Regions from separate parts of the Rattus norvegicus genome. Here region 1 is linked to region 2. Evidence: chromatin contacts called from public Hi-C data. All regions are on one chromosome and are shown on one strand. Each heading gives the region's core, a stretch centred on a gene start, on an enhancer-like site or on the middle of the called end of the contact. The rest is flanking DNA. Distances are from core to core; before and after follow the strand shown.

The links. A called contact is a pair of places that touch in the nucleus more often than the background predicts.
Region 1: a Hi-C map of the A7r5 cell line shows a contact between it and region 2, with 2.3 times the contacts expected there. The contact joins two enhancer-like sites. A contact is called at or near these places in 3 of 12 Hi-C or Micro-C datasets (the A7r5 cell line, the Rat2 cell line and Schwann cells).

The regions. Positions count from the first base shown.
Region 1 is chr5:104,114,680-104,121,476 of GRCr8, forward strand. No RefSeq gene overlaps it. Among named protein-coding and RNA genes, the nearest start is that of Bnc2, 56 kb to the left of the region's middle. Within about 2 kb of position 5,217, at least 3 of the 93 cell types and tissues checked have an H3K27ac peak or open chromatin away from gene starts, as enhancers often do.
Region 2 is chr5:103,994,073-104,001,161 of GRCr8, forward strand. Bnc2 (basonuclin zinc finger protein 2) reads right to left here. Exons shown (of 7, transcript NM_001106666.2): 3 at 4,939-5,139. Among named protein-coding and RNA genes, the nearest start is that of Bnc2, 64 kb to the right of the region's middle. Within about 2 kb of position 4,414, at least 23 of the 93 cell types and tissues checked have an H3K27ac peak or open chromatin away from gene starts, as enhancers often do.

The DNA of each region.
Region 1 (6,797 bases), core at 3,967-6,466, 120 kb after region 2:
TAAACAGCTCTAAGTCTTTCATATGATAATTATGTTTGTTTGTTCCTCCAGACAGGGTTTCTCTGTATAGCCTTGGCTGTCTTGGAGCTCCCTCTATAGATCAGGCTGGCCTCAAATTTATAGAGATCCACTGCCTCTGCCTCCCAAGCTCTGGGATTAGAGCATCAAGAGAGTCATCACTCCAATGGACCATTGAAGTCACTAGGAGGACACCAGAAAACAAGTGGCAATCACTGGCTGCAATGATGGTGTACTGAGGGTATGGATTTGTTGTCCCTTTCTTTATAGTAAAGTACCAACCATCTAAGAAATAAAGATTCACAGCCCATCTCTTAAAGATATGAAGAATGTTTAAGAAGTGCATTCTTTGAGAAATGATCCTAACTCTTGTTCTAGACACTATTGTAAATAAACTGATCACATTTAAATTTGGCATAAGACCTGGCAGAACTTCTGAGATTAAAAACCAACTCCACTGTTAATTTTATTTACAGCTAATATGCTCTGGAGCAAGACTGTTTCCAAAGAAATCTGATGTTTTATTCCATTCATTTTGAATGAGAGAAAAAAATTTAACTTTCATTCTATTTCTGGATGCAAACTTGGCAGGTGTTGATAGAGTGAACTCTAATCTGCTAATTACAGAATAAAAGAGATCAGAAGCTTTGGGACAGGGAACTGAGGGACCTTTCTTTGCATAATTTACCATTCTAGTTAGTGACACTCTTTATGTCCTCGAATGTATCAATCCATAATTACACATGACTTTCTTAATCCAATATGGACATGACAAGACATACTAAGAACAGAAATGTAACATTGTTTGACCAATGAAGCAAATTGTAAATGTGATGTGGGTCAGTATAGAATGCTAATGCTCTCTTACATGACACAAAAATTTTGTCATACCAATTTTATAAATTATTTTAAATTCTTTACAGAATATCCACAGGGAAGAAAGTTAATCCTCAAATTATGTCATGAGGTATCACTTTAAATTGGCTAATTACTATTTTCATGTGTAAACACTTATGCGGGGAAAAAAACCCCGATTCTCTCCAAATATAAGTGTGGCCACTTGGCCACCTAATTAATAGTTGATGCTAAAGAACAATGAAATTTTGCCTAAAGTAACTGGCACAATGCCAAAAGCAGACAAAGCAATTAAATAACAATGGCCCATCAGAATACTAGAAAAGCAACTATTTCAATAGAAATGAATATAGGTTTTATTAGCATGAATGAAAAGAACATTAGGAGTTCCTTTAAAATATTCCTTTTAACTCAAGTATGAGCTAACATCACTGCCCCTAAATTAAGTTACCTTTCTCCTGCTCTCAGGTTTCTCTAACTCCAAGGCGGGATGCTTTGAAAATACACCTGGTAGACGAGAGAGCAAGCTGTTTGCAAACACATCATGCCATATTTGAACACGGTATTTACTTAAAACCTAACCGAGCCAGTTATTTTAGGTTTGGGTATCATGAAACAATTTTCAGTTTTATCTCTGTTGGTGATGTTTTGTTCATGATGGGATGTCTAGAAGACAAATTTTCTCAATGATGTTTTTTTCCCTCCTTTCCTTTTGAGGTATTTATAAAACCAAAAACAATTATTTCTAGGTACTTAATTCCACCCTCCAGGGCACGAAGTGTGTCTGTTATCATACAGAACACCTAGATTGCTTTTAAACTCAATGATAATTAAGGAACATCAAAGTAAACCCAAGCTGTTTCGCAGAGAACCCGCACCTATCATCTCCTGGCTTCCGAATGACACATTTCTTGTCCCCTGGAGTACCACCAAGAGTTGTTAGCTGTTTTTCCCCCTCCCCTAAACAATAGAATGTTCTTTCTTAACATAGCCTCTACTCTTTTAGGGATCAGATAAATCTAAGCTTTAAATGTAAATCACTGAAGGCAGAGGAAGCAAGGCCAGACACACAGAGCTTCGAGAAACTTAAAAGCTCCTACCCGGCCAGGGCAAAGGAAACAAGCGGCGGAATGAAAGAGAACCCACTGAATGAGAGGAAAACATTTGTAAAGTAAATTTTTGATAAGGACAGTGATATCCAAAATGTATAGAGAACTCCTAAAACTCAAAAACCAGCAAAACCAAGTAACCCAACCCTAAAATGGACAAAATGCCAAAAGGGGTTGTGTGTTTCCCTTTCACACCCACCCCTCGAGAGCTGAGGCTAAAAGACAATCAGAAGCTAGGGCTGGCTCAAGTCCGTAACAGCTACTAGAAAGACTGGGAAATCCAGGAGACTAAGGCCAGTCCGGGCAACTTAGGAAGACTCTGTCTCAAAACAAAACACAAAAAGAGCTGGACATTGGATACAGCTCGGTGGTAGAGTGATAACCTCACGTGGGTGAGGACCGAGACTTAATATCAGTACTGGTGGCTTGGAAGGAAGCATCACTCCATCCTTAGATTTCAAGGCCAGCAGGGACAACAAAACCACACAGGGATATGTCACCTCACAGCTGTTAGAGTCATGTTTCTGTCACTATCATAAAGTAACAGCAGTCATTGGTGACAACATGCAGAAGCTGCAACACGTGGACACCCTTGGCAAGAGCATAAAACAGTACAAATGTTACCCCCCCCCCACACACCAAAAAAAGGAATTTCTAAACCACAAAAGGCAGACTACTGCATGGTATGGTCTAGCAACCTCTCGGTACAATGCTATCCAGGAGAACAGAAAGAAGCAGGAAAAGAAACCTGGCATAAATCTTCAGGATGTTGAGTGAGACCGTGTTTGTGGGTTTGGGTTTTGTTTTATTTTTGACAACATAGCAAAAATGGTAACAAGGAAAATACTAGGTTAAGTTGGACTTCATCAAAATTTACAATGTCTCATCTTACCCTGATAGACGGTGCTAGGAACTTTTCTGAGGGTCACTGTGCCTCTTTTATTGAGTCATTACCATTTAACATGCAATAAAATCTTGTCTGGAAAAAAATTCTTGTAAAACGTCTTTCAAAAAATTTTTAAAATTTTTTCAAAGGACATCAAAAAAGTAAAAAGACAGCTCACTGAATGGGAGAGAGCATTTGCAAATCTTGAATCAGATAAAGGATTGTAACCAGCTTTTTATATCTCAACTATAAAAAGGCAACCTGGGGCAAGCGAATGCCTCAGCAGGTAAAGGCATTTGCCGCCAAGCTGGAGAACCTGAGTTCAACCCCTGAATGCCTTGTGGTAAAAGAGAGAACCAACATAGTCCTAACTTTCACCACACATGTATTTCGGTTGTTTTGTTTGTTTGTTTTAAAGACAATTCAAATGGAGAACAAAGAAAACGGTACGATCCAACGATTCTTCTCACAGGTGTGCATCCAAGAGAAAGAGAAATGTCTGACCCTCTCCCAAAGTTCTGAGCAGCGTTACGCATAATAGTCAAAAATATGCATAAACTGGTGAAGGCAGTATAAACTCCATATAGTGGAGTATTATTAATGTGCACTTTAAATAGTGAATACATGGTATGTAAGGTGTCTCACAATAAAGTAGTTAAAACTGAAGTAAACCACTATGATTTATATCGTCAAGCAGCTGCGGGGAGAAAGCCTTAGCGATTACCAAACAGGTTGTTTGGCTAATGGGGATGAACGGGCAATGCCTGTATTACTGCCTCTATAAAGAAGTGTATGCACAGGAACGCCATAACGGGATCCATTACATTATACGCTCACTTTAAAAACTGCTTTCCAAGACAGCCCCAAATACTGACGGGGTGAAGATCAGACTCCAGAGCCAATGGCATTCACTTCTGTTCTCCGCTTTCTTCTCACTGGCCCGGAACTCACCAATGAGGCTAGGCTGGGTGGCCAGTGGACCTCAGGGACCTGCCTGTCACTGCCCTCCCAGTGTAAGGCACTGTGCCTGGCCCTTTGTGCATGCTGGGAGCAAGTGTGTCAAGCCCTCATGTGAATGTGGGAGATACTAGACCAACTGAGCTCTCTTCCCAGCTCTGAGCGTTCCTAAAGAGTGATTTCACTGGGAAGCTTAAGGTGGAATCTTTTCCAATGCTAAATCTACAAGTAGTTGTCGTTATTATTATGTGAAAATGACCCATAACCACTCCTTTCCTCCTCCACATTACAGCAACCATGAAAACACATGTATAAGAACCAGGTGATATCACACTGTGGCACGGAAATCCACAGCAGAGAGGGAGTATGAGAAGATTCCTGTGCTCCATTTTTAGAAATAGATTTGTAAAACATGCACATCCCTGTTAAACATTTTTTCATTATTTTGCAGTGTGTAAAAATTAGGGAGAAATAAGTAACATAATCACTCGCATATCTTATTTAGTCGATATGAAAATGGTCATAATGTACCATAATAACTATCAGAAATAACATTTTTGTCCTCTGAGACTAAAGGAGAAAAGAAGACTTTCACTCCTGTCAGAGGTATTCAATTTTCCCCTCAAATGAAGTTTAGATGAAAACAATGTGACTGACAAGCTCCGCACAGGCAAATCTTGGCAACTCTCAACTCCGTCTATCTCCTTGGCCAGTTAAGCAAAATTCCTTCACTAACTGTTAGTCTTCGCAATAACTCCTACGAAGCTCATTACTGCCTCTGTCAGCCTATCCCCCATGTTGCGCATTTATTCCTGGGATGCATATCAACATGTGGCACATGTCCTTGACATGCACAGAAGAGCTGCACCCCAGGACAGCAGCATGCACGACAATAGTCTGCACTCTTACTTCTTTGTGGTTGCTGGGATGTAACGGAGAAATCTAATAACTGTGACAGTGGGGCCTTTCGGGTTCTCCTTGCCTTTCCAGACAGTGAAGCTGCACAGACACTAATGAAAGGTTAAATGAATAGGAATGGCTGACAAGACGTACAATAAAGAAGGAGCTTGGTAATCCACAGACACTGAGCAGAGACCCTTGGCTCAAGCAGAGAAAGGACAGCACATCGCCGAGTCACAATATTTAAAACAGCTTGCTATACACAGAGGCTTTGTGTCTGGGTACACGTCTGGCTTTGGACTAAGGGGGGAAAAAGATACTAAAAAGGAATTTCAGTATGGGGCACTTTGGCAAATGTTAAGGTCATAATAAGAGAAAAATGTTTTTGTGTGGGCCGTTATGTCTTTGTACTAAACACACAAAAACAAAGCAGGGACTGCGAACTCATGAACCCCCAGCTCCAAGACAATGCTGTACATTCGGACAAGTCTTAAATCCTGTGTGTAGAAGGCAGACTTGATGTGATTCCCGCTGGTCAGACACACATGCACTGACTCATTTAGCAGTTCCACATCCTGCCTTCCCTGTGGAAGGATCCCTGATACTAGAGTTCTGGTCCTTAGCCCGTGTCATCAGTTACACATCAACTGAAACCCACAAGTATCTTGGCCTCTGTAAAACTGCCCAGCAGTTGCCATAAAGAACTTACCATGCTGGCAATTTGTAAATTAAAAAACAAACCCCTCATAATTTCAAGGGGGCTGCAACTGTGAACATGTTGTAAACAGAACTCTTGATTGCGAAACTTAGCTTTTGCCTGTCTCACCACACCTTCAAGGTTGGACTCTGAGGAACAAATCCTAAATCAGTAGAGCAAAACGATTTAAATTACTACAAAAAAAGTGAAAATGCCCCAGAATGTCTAGGAAATTGCAGTAAGTAGGACAGAATCTACGTGGTAATATATATGTTTGTTTTTTGTTTTTTGTTTTTGTTTTGTTTTTTTTTTTAAAGAAAACGGTACACTTCTGTTATGGCAGAAACTTTTAAAATGACATGTCTGTACTACTGCTCTTATGCATATTCATGAGTTAGAATATGCTCACAACAAATGGTAAAGGAATACTGAGAACGTGTTTTAAAACAAGGGAGGCTCTTTGAACACCCAAATTAAATTAGAGCTGAACTTTTGAGTGTACTGAGGGTTCTAATAAGCAACAAATAAAGACTTTTATTGGCTAGCAACATAATGAGAGCTACTGTGCAAGAAGACAAATCTGGGCAGTTTATCTCCCTGGATATAAGATTTACTTAAATGGTAAATAAGTGCCAAAGTAATGCTCCTAAAAAGTAGTATATAGATAATGAAAAGCAAACGCTGTCGATGATTATTTAATATAAACATATCACAAATGTCACTGGTTGGATTGATTAGCAAATGCTAAACGGTAAATAAGAAAACATTTGACTCTGCCGTTTAAATGTGCCTCATTTACTGATTAATAATACACCAAACTTTAAAGTGATTTGCTGTTTATGGTGACAACACAAAGCCCCCTTCTTTTGAAGGAGTGTTCTTTCCAGAATCTGGAGTTGTGCACAGAACTACTTCAAAACATTATCTCTGGAGAGAAGAAGTAGCTTTTGTGACTGGGGCAGAAGCTGCTTTTAATGGTAGTTTGAAGGTGAGCATGCCAACATGTCCTTCAGTTGACAAAGGGACACAGTGGTTACACAAACTCAAACACTTAGAACGTTTGGTTGCACTTTACCTCATTCAAATACCTACAAGGAAGAGTCCTAGAAAGCTTAGCTGATTCCTTAAATGTTCTCAAAGGAAATTCTGTTGCTATCACCACTGTGTGTGTGTGTGTGTGTGTGTGTGTGTGTGTGTGTGTGTGTGTGTGTGTGTGTGTGTGTCTGTGTGTCTGTGTGTGTCTGTGTGTCTGTGTGTGTCTGTGTGTGTCTGTGTGTGTCTGTGTGTGTATTTGTGTGTTACCTCCAAGCCTAAACTCTAAGCCAGTTATTGTGCAACATTCTGACTGCAGGAGTTCTTTTTTTTTTAAACCTTA
Region 2 (7,089 bases), core at 3,164-5,663:
CCAGATATTAGATATTCCTACTTGTATGGTACAATATTAAAATGAATGTCAAGGATTACATTTCAGTTTCAGTACGCACCTATCGTTAACACTTCAAAATAAAGCACAGCATCTCTCAAGTTAGGGCAACTAAGACAGAGGTAGCAGCATGCCAATTCCACAAGCTAAAACTATTTGCCACCAAATATAAACACTTATGTTAACATAGGGGTAAGTTCTGTGGATGTGGAGTTCATCCTTTTTTAAGTAAGACATGATTATCCAAATATACCAGCTGTAATAAGGACACATTAAAAAGGAACTGGAGATATTAAAGAGAAAACAGAGAGGGAAGCCTAGAAAAGGTGCTGCCTCAGAAGGAAAGTCATTTTCAAAGGCCATTAACTATCAACTGCTTTACTCGTGGCTCTGATTAAATGAGACTCTTCATCCTAGGAAAAGGGATGTCTAGTTTGGAGGAGAGGCTTTAGCATAAAAATATACTGCATGGACCACAAAGAGTAACCAAGCCACAGCACACAGTTTAGGTAAGTGACCAACAAGAAATGCGGTATGCGGATCTTTAAAATTGTTAGAGATGTTCACATTACTTTTGGAGGGTTAGAAACCAGGAAAAAAAACCCCACACATCATTTCCATTTTAACTACAAATCCTATGACTGGGACTGTGTTTGTCATCACGAATTGAAAGTAGTGAAAGGCCACTGGGAGAAAAATTTGAATCGAGCATTCTTGTGAATGAATTCCAAGGAAAGGTTGTTATACATTTCTTATATATCTTTTAATCCTGTCTCAGGGAACTGCTAGGTTTTATACTAGTCAGAAAGTTTACTCTGTCATCTATCTGGTGAGCAGATGGTCTGGTATTAATGTAAATCACTGATTTAATTTTTAGCTTTGTCGATTTTGTCCCTCACCTATCTAAGAAATGATTTCTCTGGTGATAACTAACACATCATGCTAATGAGAGAATCTAATACACAATAGAAAAATGTCACTACTAATAATATTCGCATGAAGTTAAATAAAGCAACTGTAAGAGAATGTCAGACAGTTGTTCTTTAATAAGACACAGTTTCACAATGAAATTATGTTGTTAATTTTGTTACATCATTGGGTGAATCTTAAATTACTCCATAATGATGCCCAGCGTCGTTTATAATTCTAACTTAGTATTTCACTCTACTCTGAAAAGAGACCTTATTAAGGGATCTGCATATTATTTGAAACAGGCTAAGTACACCTGAGCAATAATGAAAAGGTATAAACACCTCTGGTAATCTGGGGAAAGAGCACTATCACCGTTACCTGTACGTACGGTGTGCTTTCTTAAAAAGATTTTGAGTTGATCAAACTATACCCTCTCCTGGGGGAAGCTATAAGGATTTTATTTGCTACTTTCTCAAATACACAAACATGTACAAAATATGTAGAAAACAATCAGCTTTCAAAGTCTAATAAAAACAAAAAGAAAGAAAAGAACCTTCCGAAAGCAAGTTCCTTTCTCCAAACCACCTCCCACTTGTCTTTTTAACAATCCCTTAAGAGATTATCCTGAGAGAAACAACCTTTTCAGCTTTAGGAGATAAGGAAAAAGAGAAAATGATTTTGGACATTACCAATTCGTAACTGAATCCAGAACTCTCAATTACAAAAGTCAACAGCTACACCTTTCAAGGTTCTCTAGTATCTGTCTACAAGAGACTATTATTTTTCTAAACAGCAACAACAAATCACATTTTCATGTTAGTGAAAATAATGGAAGGTAGAAAAATGAAGTCAGGAAGACCCATTTAAAGCTTTAATGGGGACAGATTTAACTCCACTGAGTCGGAGTCAAATCATTTGTTAATACTGGATAAAAGAAAAGATTTACAGTTAAGGAAATCTAACTTCGTTCAGGGGAAATGCAAGATACAGACTGTCCCATGCCCCTTTCTAGCTTACCTTTAGAAGACACAGACCTAGACTATTAAACTTCAGAGTTCAACGGTCTTTCCCAAGCATACGTTTTCTATAGCTAACAGCGTATGTGGTGAAGTTCTCTACAGCTCAGTCTTTACACATCTTGTACTGGCTCTACTCGTCAGTCTTGTCCAATGCTTAACGAGGTAGTCAAGGAAGTCTTAGTTTTTATTCCATGATAGGAAACTGTGAAAAACTGTATTAAACAGATTTCATTCACCCCATGAGCAATTTTTAAGAGATTAAAATAATCAAGCAGAAAAGCCGTTTCTAGCCTAAAAAATTAGATATATAGAATTCTGCATACTTGATTAAATTGGAGAAACTTTTTTATCTTTAGCAAAAGCTTGCTTAATGCAGGTATTGAAACTATGATTCCTCATAATTGTTGACTTTAAGAGAGAGCATTCCAGGAACTATCACACATACATATGTACACACACACACACACACATACACACACACACACATATGCATACACTTTCTCCCACTCACATACTCTGAACCAGCACTGCTGATCCCTACACATAAGGAAAACAAACACATTAAGCATGCAGAGTGCAGACTTTTATATGTAGACAGATTTGAATTTAAGACTACACAATCTGAAATGGCATCTTGAAAGAGAAATAAAAGTGCGTGCGCATGCGCGTGCACACACACACACACACACACACACATACACACGTAAACACATACCCCCTTTCATATGACTTCCAAGAGGCACAAAAGGTAAATATTTAGTGACTGTGAAAGTAAATGGGAGGCTAAGCATCCCTAACGACAACAAAAATTAATAAAGGAACTGCAGTAAAATGGTGTAATCGCAATACTTTTTAAGATTGTGGTTTTCATGCTTTGTCACAGTGCCCTGTGTCATAACCTGTTCATTAGCCTGTGTCTTTATTCTCCTCACAGGCACTGATGCTCACCACATGCATGCATTCATACAGGTACATACAAAACAGATCTTTGTATGTACCCAGCAGGCACACAGAAAACACCTCGATGATCATACAAGTTTCTCTATAAGAAATTTAAATTATTTTCCTAATCCTGACCTATTTTTTGTGTAATTTGCTTTTATTTCTTTTAATCCTAAATGTTTTCCACCAGTTAAAAGTCTCCTTAGATGCAAATCTACTTGGAAATGGGCTAGTGCCAAAGCAGCAATCTAACACCATCTATGTGGTTCAATAGCCATTTATCAATTGATCATTATCTCTATCTGTTTTATTAACTCTTTTTTCACTAGAGGGAAAAAAATGCAATCTAACCTTTCAAAGCATACATGTACACACACACTCCGCTAACTCAAGGAAAACCAGGATTGGTAGTATCTAAATTTTAAAGTGGGACACAAGTTATTAGGTACTAAGGTCAGTGAAAACACACCGTGTTCCAACCACAAGAGAGAGAGTCACCCAGACAGAAAAGTGCTTCAGAAAAACACCTAGCAAAGCGTTTGGCAGAGACAAGAAGCATCTCTGTCAGACATGAAAGGGACTTTTCAGGAAAAAAAAAAAAGGATCGCACATAAAGAGTTGCTTACTGGGTTTATGTTGATTGCATTTAAATCCCAGCTTACTGGATCAGCAGTTATCAGGGTCCCTCTACAGGATGTCAAAATACACCTTATTCAAATACATTTCTCCTATCTAAAACTGGTTGATAAAACTGTTTACCAATTAAATGTTACAAGAGCCGGGCTTTATGCACTCTCTTTGGCAAATGTTATTCCTAAACTTGTGACAGTTTACAGCCTTGAAAATTGTTTTCTTTATTTCGTTACCAAACATTTGAAAATCCACGCCAAAGTATTCAATTTCCGCGAACTCTTACATACAAAAAGCTTAAATAGCAGTTGCAGTATTTTAAGGGAGTGGGGCAAGACCATTTTTTTAAACAGCCGCCATCTACTTAACATCCTAGCGCATTTGTCAGTACTACTTTGGTGCTGCGTGGATGATAAACTAACTCTTGCTTTGTATGGGTTTGGGGTAGGCTTCTGAAAAGCAAGACGTGTCTGGGAGGGAGGCACCAGGGAACTTCCCTCCCTCACTTGAGCACAGTCCAAGAGGAAAGTTTCTGGGTTGTTTCCCCTTCGCTTCCTCTTACCCTCGCTCCCCCGCGGAGCCGCAGAGCCAGCAATTGTGCAAGAGGAGCCGGGCGCGCAGGGCGCAAATCACCGAGCGCTTGGTACGGACGGCTGCGGGTGATTAATTATCCGTCCGCTGGCCTGGCGCTCTCCGGGCGGCTCTCCCGGCAGGGTAGCAGCCGAGCTGCCGGCGGCGGCTGAGCGAGAAGCGGCTCTGGGAGAACACAGGGGCCGCGCCGAGTGTGAGTGCACCGCGCCGGGCGGCGGGCGGCTGGCGGGTGGCGAGCCGAGCGGCTGCGCCGCGGCCAGGGGAGCACGGGGAGAGTGAAGCCACCGAGAACCGGAACGGAGGCCGAGAGCAAGCGGGAGCGCAGCCTGCCGCCCTTCGGGTTGACCCGGCCGGCAGGGAAGCCTGCATAGCCTCGCTCAGGTCTGAGTCCAGCTGCTCCAGACACCAGAAGTCAGACCCGCTGCTGTGAGGGGCCCGCGCTTTCTGACTGTTCGTTGCAAGACCTACTTAGAGACAGCAGACACTTTGACTAAGTCTTTCACAAAGATACATTTGTTAAGTATTGGCTTTTTCTCTTTTTAGCGGGAAACAAAGAAATAAATTAAGGCTTCGCAGGACCCAGGCTGCACAGGGTGAAACTTTGCAACAAATGCCTTTGCTTTCTCTAACTTCGATGTCCTTTCCCCCTTTTCCTTAAGGAGCCCTTGGGGAAGCCATGAAGTAACACTGCACATTCCAGTAACACAGAAATCACAATATATATATTTTTAAATTTCAAAAACATTTAGAAAGAAAAGTAGCAGGAAGAAAAGGGCAAATAACAACTCGAGATTTCTTTTTTTTTAAAAAAATGAAAGTAACTTACCTGTTGGGACATTCTGAATAAGAGGTTAGTATCAGCGTTTTGCCATGTCCCCATGAACCCTGGTTCAGCCGCAGTCGTTCTGGTTCCGAACTGCATGGAGTTGTCAGTACAGGAGTCTCTTAAAGTCAAGTCTCTTGCCCTCTTTGGCTCTCTGTCTCTCTGTGTGTCTCTTTCTCTCACATCCACTTCTGCCTCTTCTGACTGAAAAGTGAAGGTGGATTTTTTGAGCTTCTTGGCAGCCAGGAGCAGGAGTATAGTGTAGTTAAGAAGCTGGCTGAACTGTGCATTTCATTTGGGAAGGGGGAGATCTGGGGGAGGGAGGGGGGTCAGAGCTTCCTTCGCACCTTCTGCACAGATATCCCTATCATTTATGCATAGATTGTGACTCCCCTAGCTTGCCTTTGCTCGGTTTAACAGCTGCCTGTCAGGTGTGCGGGCAGCACTGGAGACCCAACCATCAGCTTCAAACCCTCAGCCACTGCATGTCATTGGATAGCAGAGCTAGGAGTCAACTGCACTGTTCCACTGTCAGGCACCAAATGACACCCTGCACGAACCCCTCTCCAGATACACAGATAGATACACACTCATGCGTACTCCACGAAATGCCACGGACACTGTCCACAAGGCCAGGGAGAGCCAGGGCCCTTCCCTGGAAATTTTCCCCAACAATGCTTTCTGCTGTAACATGTTATATCCAGCACCAGTCTTTCCTTTAAACACTTGTAAAACTATGAGACTTAAATATTTTTTAATTACACTGGAAGCGAGTGAAGTATTCATCTGGAGGAGAACATAAAGTTTGCTCAGTGTTTGCTTTTTTGTTTTTTTTTAATATTAGCTGCCACAAGTCACACCGTAATGCTAGGCTATTTATAACCACATATAAACTCATAGAGAAAATAATATACAGAGATTTGACCTTCTATTCTAAAGGGTGAACAAGCAAAGCTACCAGTTAAACATGGAAGATGTACAGTAAACATATGCAAAAATAAACATATACCACTTAATATCCAGCACCTCAGGCCATTAACTACCAAACCGAAGGTTAAATAAAGAGACACTGAAGGCGGAGACGAAAAAATGAATACCTTTTCTTAAAGCTCACAAGCAGAATAAAATCCTTTGTTAAAGTTCTCAGGTAAGGCATCTACATCAACCTTTTACATCATAAAACAGGGCAAAAGAGGAAGAAAAAAAGGAAGCCTGTCTTATTTCAGGCAAAAAGTAATGCATATAAAAACTCCATTTTTCATTCAGGATCTCTATGGAAAATTCTATAATATTTCCTTGCCTTGTGAAATATAACCTTGATAGCAGGTCATATTTTTAATTAGACCAGTTTTAAAACAAAACAACCATTTATTAGATAGTATTTATCTTCCTTATTTATGGAAAGGCAGAACTGAACAAAATCCACTGTACATAAACACTGTAACTTCAAAATGGAAAGCTAAATTCATGCTATCTCATAAAAGGAGTCAGCAGGAAAAAGCCATCCTTCCTAAACTTAAAATGTAAGGCACATTAATCTTCAGCCACTTACAAACACTGAGGACAAATGTAGCACTCTGCTTGCTCCTTCTTAACTAAAGAATAACAATAAACCTTCCTCTCAGAAACAACAAAAGAAACAGAAAAGCGTTTCGATGGCAGCCCGTGTCATTAGTGGACAATGAGAAAAGATGAGCAAACGTACACTATGTTGACACAAATGTGCCTTCCCTTCTAGAACTGACATCTCCTGAAAGCTTTTCTGTTAAACTTCCCTCCAGTTCACCACCATTAAGCACAAAAAAGTCTCAAAAGAAGCAAATTCAATATCTGAAAGGAGACATACAAGAACCCAAAGAATTGTTGCCTTAAAATATATTAAGTCCACCTGTGGTCAATAAAAATATTCTTTGGCGGGGGAGGGCGGGAAAAGCCCCTGTGAGTCAATTGTCAACGGTGACTGTACCTTTACACTATTACCCACTTAACTCCCTCTAAAATTTGCTAGCCTCTTGATTTCTGAAGTGGCTCTCAGTGCCTCAGTCAAGCTGCCTGCTCAGCTCCTGACCTCCCCACTAATGGCTGTTATTTGTGGGAGGCTTAAGGACACTGTCAATAGCAAGCTTCCTCCTCTCTCCACTCAAGCACTGTTGT